3 separate regions of the Sus scrofa genome follow, and all the other regions are linked to region 1. Evidence: chromatin contacts called from public Hi-C data. All regions are on one chromosome and are shown on one strand. The core of a region is the stretch at or near the end of the contact, and the rest is flanking DNA. Distances in the headings are between cores, read along the strand shown. Region 1 holds the start of KRT8 (keratin 8). Region 2 has its middle 22 kb from the start of KRT18. Region 3 holds the start of KRT18 (keratin, type I cytoskeletal 18).

The links. A called contact is a pair of places that touch in the nucleus more often than the background predicts.
Region 2: a contact with region 1 is called in a Hi-C map of omental adipose tissue, with 1.9 times the contacts expected there. The contact joins the enhancer-like site here to the promoter of KRT8 in region 1. A contact is called at or near these places in 2 of 5 promoter capture datasets (fetal skeletal muscle and liver), 7 of 47 Hi-C or Micro-C datasets (epiblast stem cells, fetal liver, liver and 2 more) and 1 of 2 datasets of contacts at active chromatin or transcription factors (skeletal muscle).
Region 3: a Hi-C map of liver shows a contact between it and region 1, with 10 times the contacts expected there. The contact joins the promoter of KRT18 here to the promoter of KRT8 in region 1. A contact is called at or near these places in 6 of 47 Hi-C or Micro-C datasets (embryonic fibroblasts, epiblast stem cells, liver and 1 more).

The regions. Positions count from the first base shown.
Region 1 is chr5:18,178,736-18,181,698 of Sscrofa11.1, reverse strand. KRT8 (keratin 8) reads left to right here and starts at 1,422. Exons shown (of 9, transcript NM_001159615.1): 1 at 1,422-1,831. The coding sequence starts at 1,484.
Region 2 is chr5:18,237,755-18,240,717 of Sscrofa11.1, reverse strand. No RefSeq gene overlaps it. Among named protein-coding and RNA genes, the nearest start is that of KRT18, 22 kb to the right of the region's middle. Within about 2 kb of position 1,452, at least 2 of the 83 cell types and tissues checked have an H3K27ac peak or open chromatin away from gene starts, as enhancers often do. A contact at or near this core is called in omental adipose tissue, where this site is marked.
Region 3 is chr5:18,216,183-18,219,145 of Sscrofa11.1, reverse strand. It overlaps KRT18 (keratin, type I cytoskeletal 18), which reads right to left and starts at 1,460. Exons shown (of 7, transcript XM_005652579.3): 1 at 961-1,460; 2 at 126-208. The coding sequence starts at 1,356.

The sequences.
Region 1 (2,963 bases), core at 173-2,672:
GAACCTGCACATCTGCCCTCCGGGTAGGTGCACAGTAAAAGTCACCCTCTTTCCTGGGTTGGGGCTGGGGGCTGGGGGCCGCCCCTCCCTCTCTCCCCCCAGGGAGGGGGGATCTCTATTTAACAACCACCAGTCCCAACGGCATGGCCTGCAGGAGTGTTCAGAGAATCCAGCCCCAGCCATTAGGTAACTGCAGCTGGAATCTCTGCCTCGGGGACCTAAACCTCCTGCTTTCCACCCACAGCCTGCCCCACCTGGCCGCACCCAGGCCTGGGGTGCCTTACTCAGCTCCCCATTCTCTAACCTTCTGCAGGTGCACGCGGTGCCCTGACCCGCTCTCCTTAGTCATTCTCATAATGGGTTTGGTGAGACAGGTGCAGGGACTCTTCCCTCTCCTCTCCCAGTTGGGGGCCTGGGAAGAGAAAGAGAAGGAGGGGCCAGGGGGCTGCAGGTGGACTCGCCATGGGTGCCCCCCACTCTATCCCCCTCCCCCGCAGTCCTGTCTCCCTTCCTGTGATTCACACCGGGGAGCTCTGGGAACGACTCCCTCAAGCTGCAGTGAAAGGGAGGAGATTGAACCCCCCCCATGCAGCTGCCCCCACCTCACCCTCGAACTCTTGTTCATCCCTCTCTGGGCCTTTCAGCAAGGCTCGTGGTGTGCAGCCTGGCCCGGGGGACTCCTGGGATCTTGAAAGGAGACACAGGGTTGTGGCCAGGAAAGGGCTGTGCTGGATCTCACTTTGACTTGCACCTCCAGCCTCGGAGGGAAGAGAGCGTGTGTGTGTGTGTGTGTGTGTGTGTGTTCATTCATTCCGCAGATATTTACCCAGCCTCCCACCCCTGGCATTGCACCAAGTGCTGAACGCACAGCAGTAACTGAGGAGAGACCGGGCAAATGGCTGACCTCAGGTTCAAGGATCCAGAACCTGGATGCCCTGTCCTTCAGCCTGGGCAGAACTTGGTCATCATTCAAAGTGACCAGAACACAGGGTCGTGTCTTTGGGGGGGGGTCCACCCGTTCAGGGGAGACTCAAATGCCAGGGATCCCTTTCCTGCTGCTTCCCGGTCTGAGAATTTCTTTCCCACGAGGGAAGGAGATAAGTCCCAGGAGTCCGGGTTGCCATGGCTGGGCGACCCCAGGCAAGTTCCTTTGTTTCGGGAAACCTGTAGAGGCTGGTAGAGAGCCCTTCCATGTTCACATTCCCGGAATGGCCCTTTCCTGGGCCGGGGGTGGTGCTGGAGTGGGCTCCTGGGAGGGCGCAGCTCTCTGCTGCCCCCACCTGAGTCCAGCCTGTAGGTGGCAGGTGTCAGGTTTGGCCCTGCCCCCTCGGGCCTAGCCACTCAGCTACAAGGCCGATCCCCTCCTTTGGGGCTGGGCTCTCTTGTATAAAAGGCCATCCGGGGAGCTGTCCCCCACCGAGAAGCAGCTCTCGACTCCTTGAATCTCTGCTCCGGCCTACTCGCCTCCTCTCCAGCCTCCACCATGTCCATCCGGGTGACCCAGAAGTCCTACAAAGTGTCCACCTCCGGCCCCCGGTCCTTCAGCAGCCGCTCCTACACCAGCGGGCCGGGCACCCGCATCAGCTCCTCGGCCTTCTCCCGGGTGGGCAGCAGCAGCAGCAGCTTCCGGGGTGGCCTGGGCTCTGGCATGAGTCTGGTTGGAGGTTACGGTGGGCCCTCAGGCTTGGGAGGCATCACAGCTGTCACAGTGAACCAGAGCCTGCTGAGCCCCCTTAAGCTGGAGGTGGACCCCAACATCCAGGCCGTGCGCACCCAGGAGAAGGAGCAGATCAAGACTCTCAACAATAAGTTTGCCTCCTTCATCGACAAGGTGAGAGCTCCCCCTGCGTGGCTGGCTGTGCCTGGGGCCCCGTCCAGGATCCCAGCCCTTTCTCTTGGTCACCCCACCCTTCGTGGGCACATCTCCAGGCCCCTACTACTCACCTTCCGCTGGGCACCACCCACCCTGGCAACACTTTCTCTTCCAGCTGAGAACGCCGCCCTGCCGGGTGTACTTTGGTTTGGGCAGGGGAAGGGCTGCGGGTGGGGCGGGGTCTGGGCGGCTTCTGACCCTCAATCTCGGGGCTCCTTCCCTCCCTGGCCCACCTCACCCCAACAGAGGGCTGACCCTCTGTAAAGCCTCCAGCCTGGTAGACTCCCAGCTCTTCAGCTGTGGGCTGGGAGGGGAGCTCACTCTGCTTCCCTAGCGCCACCTCAAGGGCTTCCCAGTGGGGCCCCTGTGCTTCAGTTTTTTTTTTTTTTTTTAAATAAACAGAGGTTTGATAGGATTCTGGGAGAAGGAAGCAGGTGTCTTGATTCAAACAGGCAAATATTGATCGAGGCCTTTGGCGTCTCAGGGCCCCAGTGTGGGGGGCATCAGTAAGACTCATTCCTGGGCCGGGCTGGAACCGGCCGTGTGGGTGGGGTCGGGCGGGGCAGAGACCCGCCCCTACCGTGGGGTGAGGGGCAGAGGCCCGAAGTCCTGGAGATCTGCCCCTCCACCTGCCGAGCTCATAGCATCTGGGGTTGCGTGGGTGTGTCGGAGTGGGGTGGGGGGACGCCAGGGGCTGGCTTCAGGAAAGCCCATCCAGGATTCAAAGTCTGCGGGGCGTGGGACACCCCACCCGGGTTTCACGTCCCGTTAAACTCCGGAGTTTATGGCTTCAGATAAGGCGTCTGTCCGCCAACGCCCCTCCCCGCTCGGCCCTTGTCCCCTCTCACTGTCCCCTGCCCTGGCTCCGCCCCAAAGGCTTGGCTCCACTCTCCCAGGTAAACCTCCAGGCCGGGTTTTGCAGCCTTGGGGGGTTTGCTGCCTCAGGGGCCCCAGGGCTCCCAGCTCCTGGGAGGACCGGCCCCTCCCTGCTGGCTGGCTCCTGGGAGGCCTTGTGGGAGCGGAGGGAGGGAAATCCTGGGGCAGATTTCAGCCTTTGGGAATTGGAGCCTTCCCCCCCTCCCCCGACCAG
Region 2 (2,963 bases), core at 203-2,702, 59 kb before region 1:
GATGGCAAAGCCTTCCCTGCCTCCTGCGGGCACAGGACAGGGTCACCTGCTCCGGACCAGAGGGCCTGGCACCAAACAGGAAAGGGTTCAGTTCATTGGTACCACTGGCTTTTGCACGCTCTGGCCTCAGCCCAAAGGGGAGGTGGGAGTGGGGAAGGGGAGGGCAGGAGTTCCCATTGTGGCTCAGTGGGTTAAGAACCTGAATAATATCCATGAGGATTCCAGTTCCATCCCCGGCCTTGCTCAGTGGGTTAAGGATCTAGTGTTGCCATGAGCTGTGGTGTCCTTCATAGATGCAGCTCGGATCTGGCGTTGCTGTGGCTGTTGCATAGACTGGCAGCTACAGCTCCGATTTGACCCCTAGTCTGGAAACTGCCATATGCTGCTGGTGCAGCCCTAAAAAGAAAAAAAAAGAAAAAGGAAAAAAAGAGAGAAAAAGAAAAAGGAGAAAGAAGCAGAGGGCAGAAGTTCAAGAGCAAGGGGATGGTTTGGAGCAAGCTCACTGGGTCCAGGGGTGGGGGGTGCATCCCAAAGGCTCAGTCTACCCCCTCAGGCTCCCCAGAGTGAGTGTCTCCTTTCTCTCTTGTGACCCCCAGGCCAGGCCTTACTGGTCCTCAGAAATCAATCCTCAGAACTGTTCCCTGGAATATAGATCCTGGGGCTGGAGAAGGTCTGTCCCGAGACAGGGAATGGAGGTGATGAGGATGGTTCTTGTGGGGCATCGGCTGGGCTCTGTCCGGGGAGGTGTTTCTGGGAAGCTGGGCCCGGGCCCTTTGCAGCTGCTATTATGGGGAGGGAGACAACACCTAGCAGGCGTGCCCGGATCCCAGATCCTTGAGGTTTTTTGTTTTGTTTTGTACTGTTTGCCTTTTAGGGCCGCACCTGCGGCCTATGGATGTTCCTAGGCTCGGGGTGAAATTGGAACTGCATCTGCAGCCTACCCCACAGCTCATGGCAACGCCGGATCTTTCACCCACTGAGCGAGGCTAGGTAGGGAGCGAACTCGCTTCCTCATGGATACTAGTCCGGTTCATAACCCACTGAGCCACAGTGGGAATTCCCACAGACCCTTGGGATTTTGTTCATCCCTCTCCTTGTCCCTGGGGAGGCCACCCACCTTTTTTCAGGCCATGAGCCCCTTCTCTGGCCCCCTGTCCAATGCCCAAACCCCAGGCTGCCTCACTGCGGGGAGGATGAGGCGGGCAGCTGGCCGGACTGTGGGAGAGCACCTCACACAGCCCTTCGTGGGAACGGAGGCCCGCCTCCTGGGCTACCCAGGCTTGGCTCCTCGGGGAGGTACAAAGACCAGTCTGGTGTCTCGTCTCCTGAATGACAGGCCTTCAGCTATTTGACGTCATAGAGAATAGACGGGAACTCAGAGGAGATGGAAGGTTTTGTCAGGGAGGAAAATGGCCCGGAGGGGAAAGAGGTGTATTAGCGTGGCCAGGTGAGTCAGCCTGATGCAACCCAGGTCTCCTGACACTGCCCAGGGCGCCCTTCTTCCCTCCCCAGCTTCTCTTTCTCCAGGTCAAACGTGCCTCTCCTTTGAGATCTTACTTTGATCTGCTTGGTACAATTTCACTTTTATTTGTATGTGCACGTTCTATTTTTATTTTGTTTTTTGTCTTTTTAGGGCCACGCCCTTGGCATCTGGAGGTTCTCAGGCTAGAGGTGGAAACAGAGCTACAGCTGCCCGCCTACACCACAGCCACAGCAGCGCCAGATCTGAGCCGAATCTGTGACCTACACTGCAGCTCACAGCAATTCAGGATCCTTAACCCATTGAACACGGCCAGGGATTGAACCCATGTCGTCATGGATTCTAGTTGGGTTCATTACGCTGAGCCATGATGGGAACTCCTGTATGTGCACAGGATGTGTTCAATCCCTGGCCTTGCTCGCTGGGTTAAGGATCCGGTGTTGCAGCACGCTGCACAGATGCCGCTCAGATCCAATGTTGCCATGGTTGTGGTGTAGGCTGGCAGCTGCGGCTCAGATTTGACCCCTAGCCTGGAAACTTCCATATGCCACTTGTGTGCTGTGAAAAGAAGACAAAAACAAAAACTAAAACAAAACCCCTTAAACCTGGATTGATATCACAAGTTCACAACCCCTGAACCCAACCGAGAGGTCCAGATGGCTCTTGGGATTCAGAATCTTTTAGATTTTAGAAAGGGAACGTACTATGTATAATGTACAAGTAAAAGCACAGCGGGGTTTGATGTGGCACCTGAAACCATGGAATCAGACCCTTTATTATTTCTGCAGGGAGACGTACACCCATTCCCCCCTAGGTGGGGTATATGAAACCTAGAAGCAGCCTCATGTCAGGTTTTGCAGGTAAGTGAATTAATTACAAAGACCTCTGAGTTCCCACTGTGGCTCAGAGGGTTAAGAACCTGACATAGTCTCCATGAGGATGTGGGTTGGATCCCTGGCCTCGCTCAGTGGGTTAAGGATTTGGTGTTGTTGCACCTGTGGTGTAGGTCACAGATGCAGCTCAGATTCAGTCCCTGGCCTGGGAACTTCCATATGCTGTGGGTGTGCCCATTTAAAAAAAAAAAGAAAGAGGAGTTCCCATTGTGGCATAGCAGAAAGGAGTCTGACTAGCATCCATGAGGATGCAGGTTCAATCCCTGACCTTGCTGAGTGGGTTAAAGATCTGGCGTTGCCTTGAGCTCTGGTGTAGGTCACAGACCTGTCTCAGATCTGGCGTTGCTGTGACGTAGGCCAGTGGCCACAGCTCTGATTGGATCCCTAGCCTAGGAACTTCCGTATGCCGTGGGTGCACCCCTAAAAAAAATAGGAAAAAAAAAAAAGAACTCTGGTCCTCAGAGTTTTCTGGAGTTTGGAATTGTTGGATAAGGGATTGGACATTATGCTATTATCTTTTAAGGATGATTGTACAATACTTGGTGGGAACTTGAACAAGCCAAAGAACTTGGGGTGGGGTGGGGTGATAG
Region 3 (2,963 bases), core at 211-2,710, 37 kb before region 1:
AAACTGGGGCTCATGAATAAGTGAACTGACGGAGCCTTACTCTCACTCATCCAGCTCCACCTACAGCTGCACAAGATCCCACTGTGAACCCCACCGGATCACAGCCCCCAGCCCCCCATCCTTACTTGACTCTGAAGTCATCAGCAGCGAGACGGGCATTGTCAATCTGCAGAACGATGCGGGCATTGTCCACAGAACTTGCAAAGATCTGGGGGGATGGACAGAGAGGTTGCTCGGTGAGTGGGAAGTTGATGGGGAGGGCTGAGTACGTTGGGAGGTGTCATGTGTCTCAGTAAAACAACCTTCCTGGTCCCCGGGTAACCAGAGGCTCTCCTTGTATACCTCTCCTCTTCCACCTGTGCCCCCTCACACTGTCCCCTCCTTTCCTGGAGTCCCAAATCCCAGCGTTTCCCACCTCCTGCTGCCCTTCCTTTCCAGGCCTCCACTGGCTGGCCTGCCCAGAAACGAGCAGCTGCTAAAAAGCCTGCTCCTGGCCTTCTCCTAGCATTTCTTGCGAGAGCACCTGCTCAGTGGCCCCCCTCCCCCACTGGTCTCTCCCACAGGTAGGCCTTCTGTTTGCTCCTAGATGACTCAGCTTTAGCCACATCCGCTTAACCCCTCCAGCTGTCCCTTCTCCGCTCCTGTTTCACCTCCTTCCATGCTGTCCACTCTTTTGCAAATGCCCACCTCCCCTTCCGGCTCTCTCCTGGGGAAGAGCCCTTCCTGCTCATTCACCACCCTTGGGAGCCCGGTGGCCAGAGGTGTGTAAGGAAATCTGGGGCATTCCTAAGCCCCCCAGTCGGAGTTGCAGGAGGGGTGGGAGATGGGGGAAGGAGTGAACGTACCCCACTCTGTTAGAATTGCTATCCTTGGGGGAGGGGGAGGAAGAGGGAAGGCAGCCGACAACTGGAGGATCCATCAGGGCTGGGAGTTGGGGCTGCTCCCTCCTTGCCCTCTTACCTGAGCCCTCAGTTCCTCGATAGTCTTCAAGTAATGACTCCAGTCCCTGACCTGGGGTCCCTTTTTCTCCAGGTGTTCCCGGATTTTGATCTCCAGCCTCCGATTATCAGCCTCCAGACTCCTCACCCTCTCCAGGTAGGAGGCCAGGCGGTCATTCAGGTCCTGCATGGTCTCCTTCTCGCCCTGGATGCCCCCGACACCCACCAGACCCCCGGCCATCCCGGCCCCCCAGCCGCTCCCGCCCCGGACGCTGCTGGAGCGGGACACGGAGATCCGGGAGCCCGAGCCCCCGGCGCCTGCATAGACGCTGGCCGCGCTGCTGACCGGTCGGACCCGGTGGCCCGGCGACTGCACGGACCGGTAGCTGGAGAAAGAGGACTGGGTGCTGAAGCTCATGTTGCTTATTCCGCGAGGGAAGAGCGAGACCAGAGCTCAGGTGCTGGGCCGTGGAGGGTGTTAGGTTCGCAACTCAAGTTATAGCTCCGAGGGAAGGGGAGGGGACCTCCCGGACAGGCTCCGCCCCTGCCACCGGAGTCGCTACGGAAGCCCGGGTCACAGGTGAACAGCGGGGAATCATCGCCCATGGTTCCTGACCCTCCCCAGCCTTTCCCCGCCCCCTCAGCCCTGCCCTGCCCCGGCCACCCTCCACCCTGCGGGAAGGGGGTGAGTGAGCGGGATGGAGACCCGCAAGGGCAGCAGGTGAAGGTGGCTCTGGCAGCTGTGCTTTCACGGCAAGAAATGATGATATTGTACCCCCACCCTACCCCCAGGGAGAGGAGATCCAGCCTGTGAGAATTTGGGGGATGAGGGTCCGGAGAAGAGTGTGTCTGCTTTAGCTGGGCTCAGCCTGCACCCCAAGTTCCCACCTGCAGGGGACATCTTGGGGAATCCTAGAGCCCCCAGAGTCCTGGGGAAGAGAAATGCCATCCTGAGGCTCAATTTGGCTGGTTTACACGGGTCCCCACCTCGGTTGATTCCCCAACAGTCCTCCTGCATCCTATAGGCGGGTATTGTCAATTACCCACAGACACCTTCACTCACCAATCATGTTCAGACTCTGGAAAACAAACTCATTCTCTGAACGGGGTCTCCTTTCCCCTCTTCCCTCAGCTCCATCCCAGGGAGGCCTGGCCTCTGGGAAACACTCAGTGATTTGAACAGGGGACTTGTCCTCACTTTTGCACACTTTTGTGTTTCAGCCTTACCCACACCCTTGGGTAAAGAAATAATAGCTGGGCACGTACAGTTCAACAGATATTTGTTGGGCACCTACTGTGTGTCAGGCTCTGTTCTAGTTGCTGGGGAGCAGTGGTGAAAAGACGCCGGTAATCTTCATGGAGCTCTCCTGTCCGAGAGGACAGACACGTGCACCTAGAAACATTCTAGGTGAGCCTCAGCCTGGTGGTCGGCCCTCTCTTCCTCCTCACTCGGACTTTTTGGCAAGCCCTCTTCCTTTCCCTGCCTCTCCTCAAAAGGTTCTCTGGATCCCAAGGAGTGGGTGGAGGCTGCCTCCTTCTGGAAGCTTCGGCCAGGATATGAGTGAAAAGGCTGCAGGTAGAGAAATTCCCACAGCTCCCTTCACCCCTGAAGCTGGATGGTGACCCCCTGCTGAATGAGCTGGAGGAATCCTAAGGTTCTGGGCCTGTCACCACCAGCAGCTGGTTTGTCAGGCAGGGGCTGGCATTACCTAGCTGTCTGTGCTGTTTGCTCTGCAGTGACCTATTGATTCTTAATGAGCTGCCAGCTAAACTGAAGAGGAGGGGGCAGACAGGCAAGGAGACCTGGGAGGATAGGTGCCCTGGGGAGTAGCTGGGTCAAAGGACCAGCCAGGGGGCAGGTGCAGCTCAGATGAGGGGCTTGGCCCTGGATCATCCCAGGCCTGGCATCTTCTGGTGGGGAAACACCCACTGGGAGCTAGTTGGAGGCAGGTCAGGGTAGGAGCTGGCCAGGGGAGGGTCAGGTCTTGTGGAAGATCAAAAGGCAAACGGGATGCAAATTAGCAT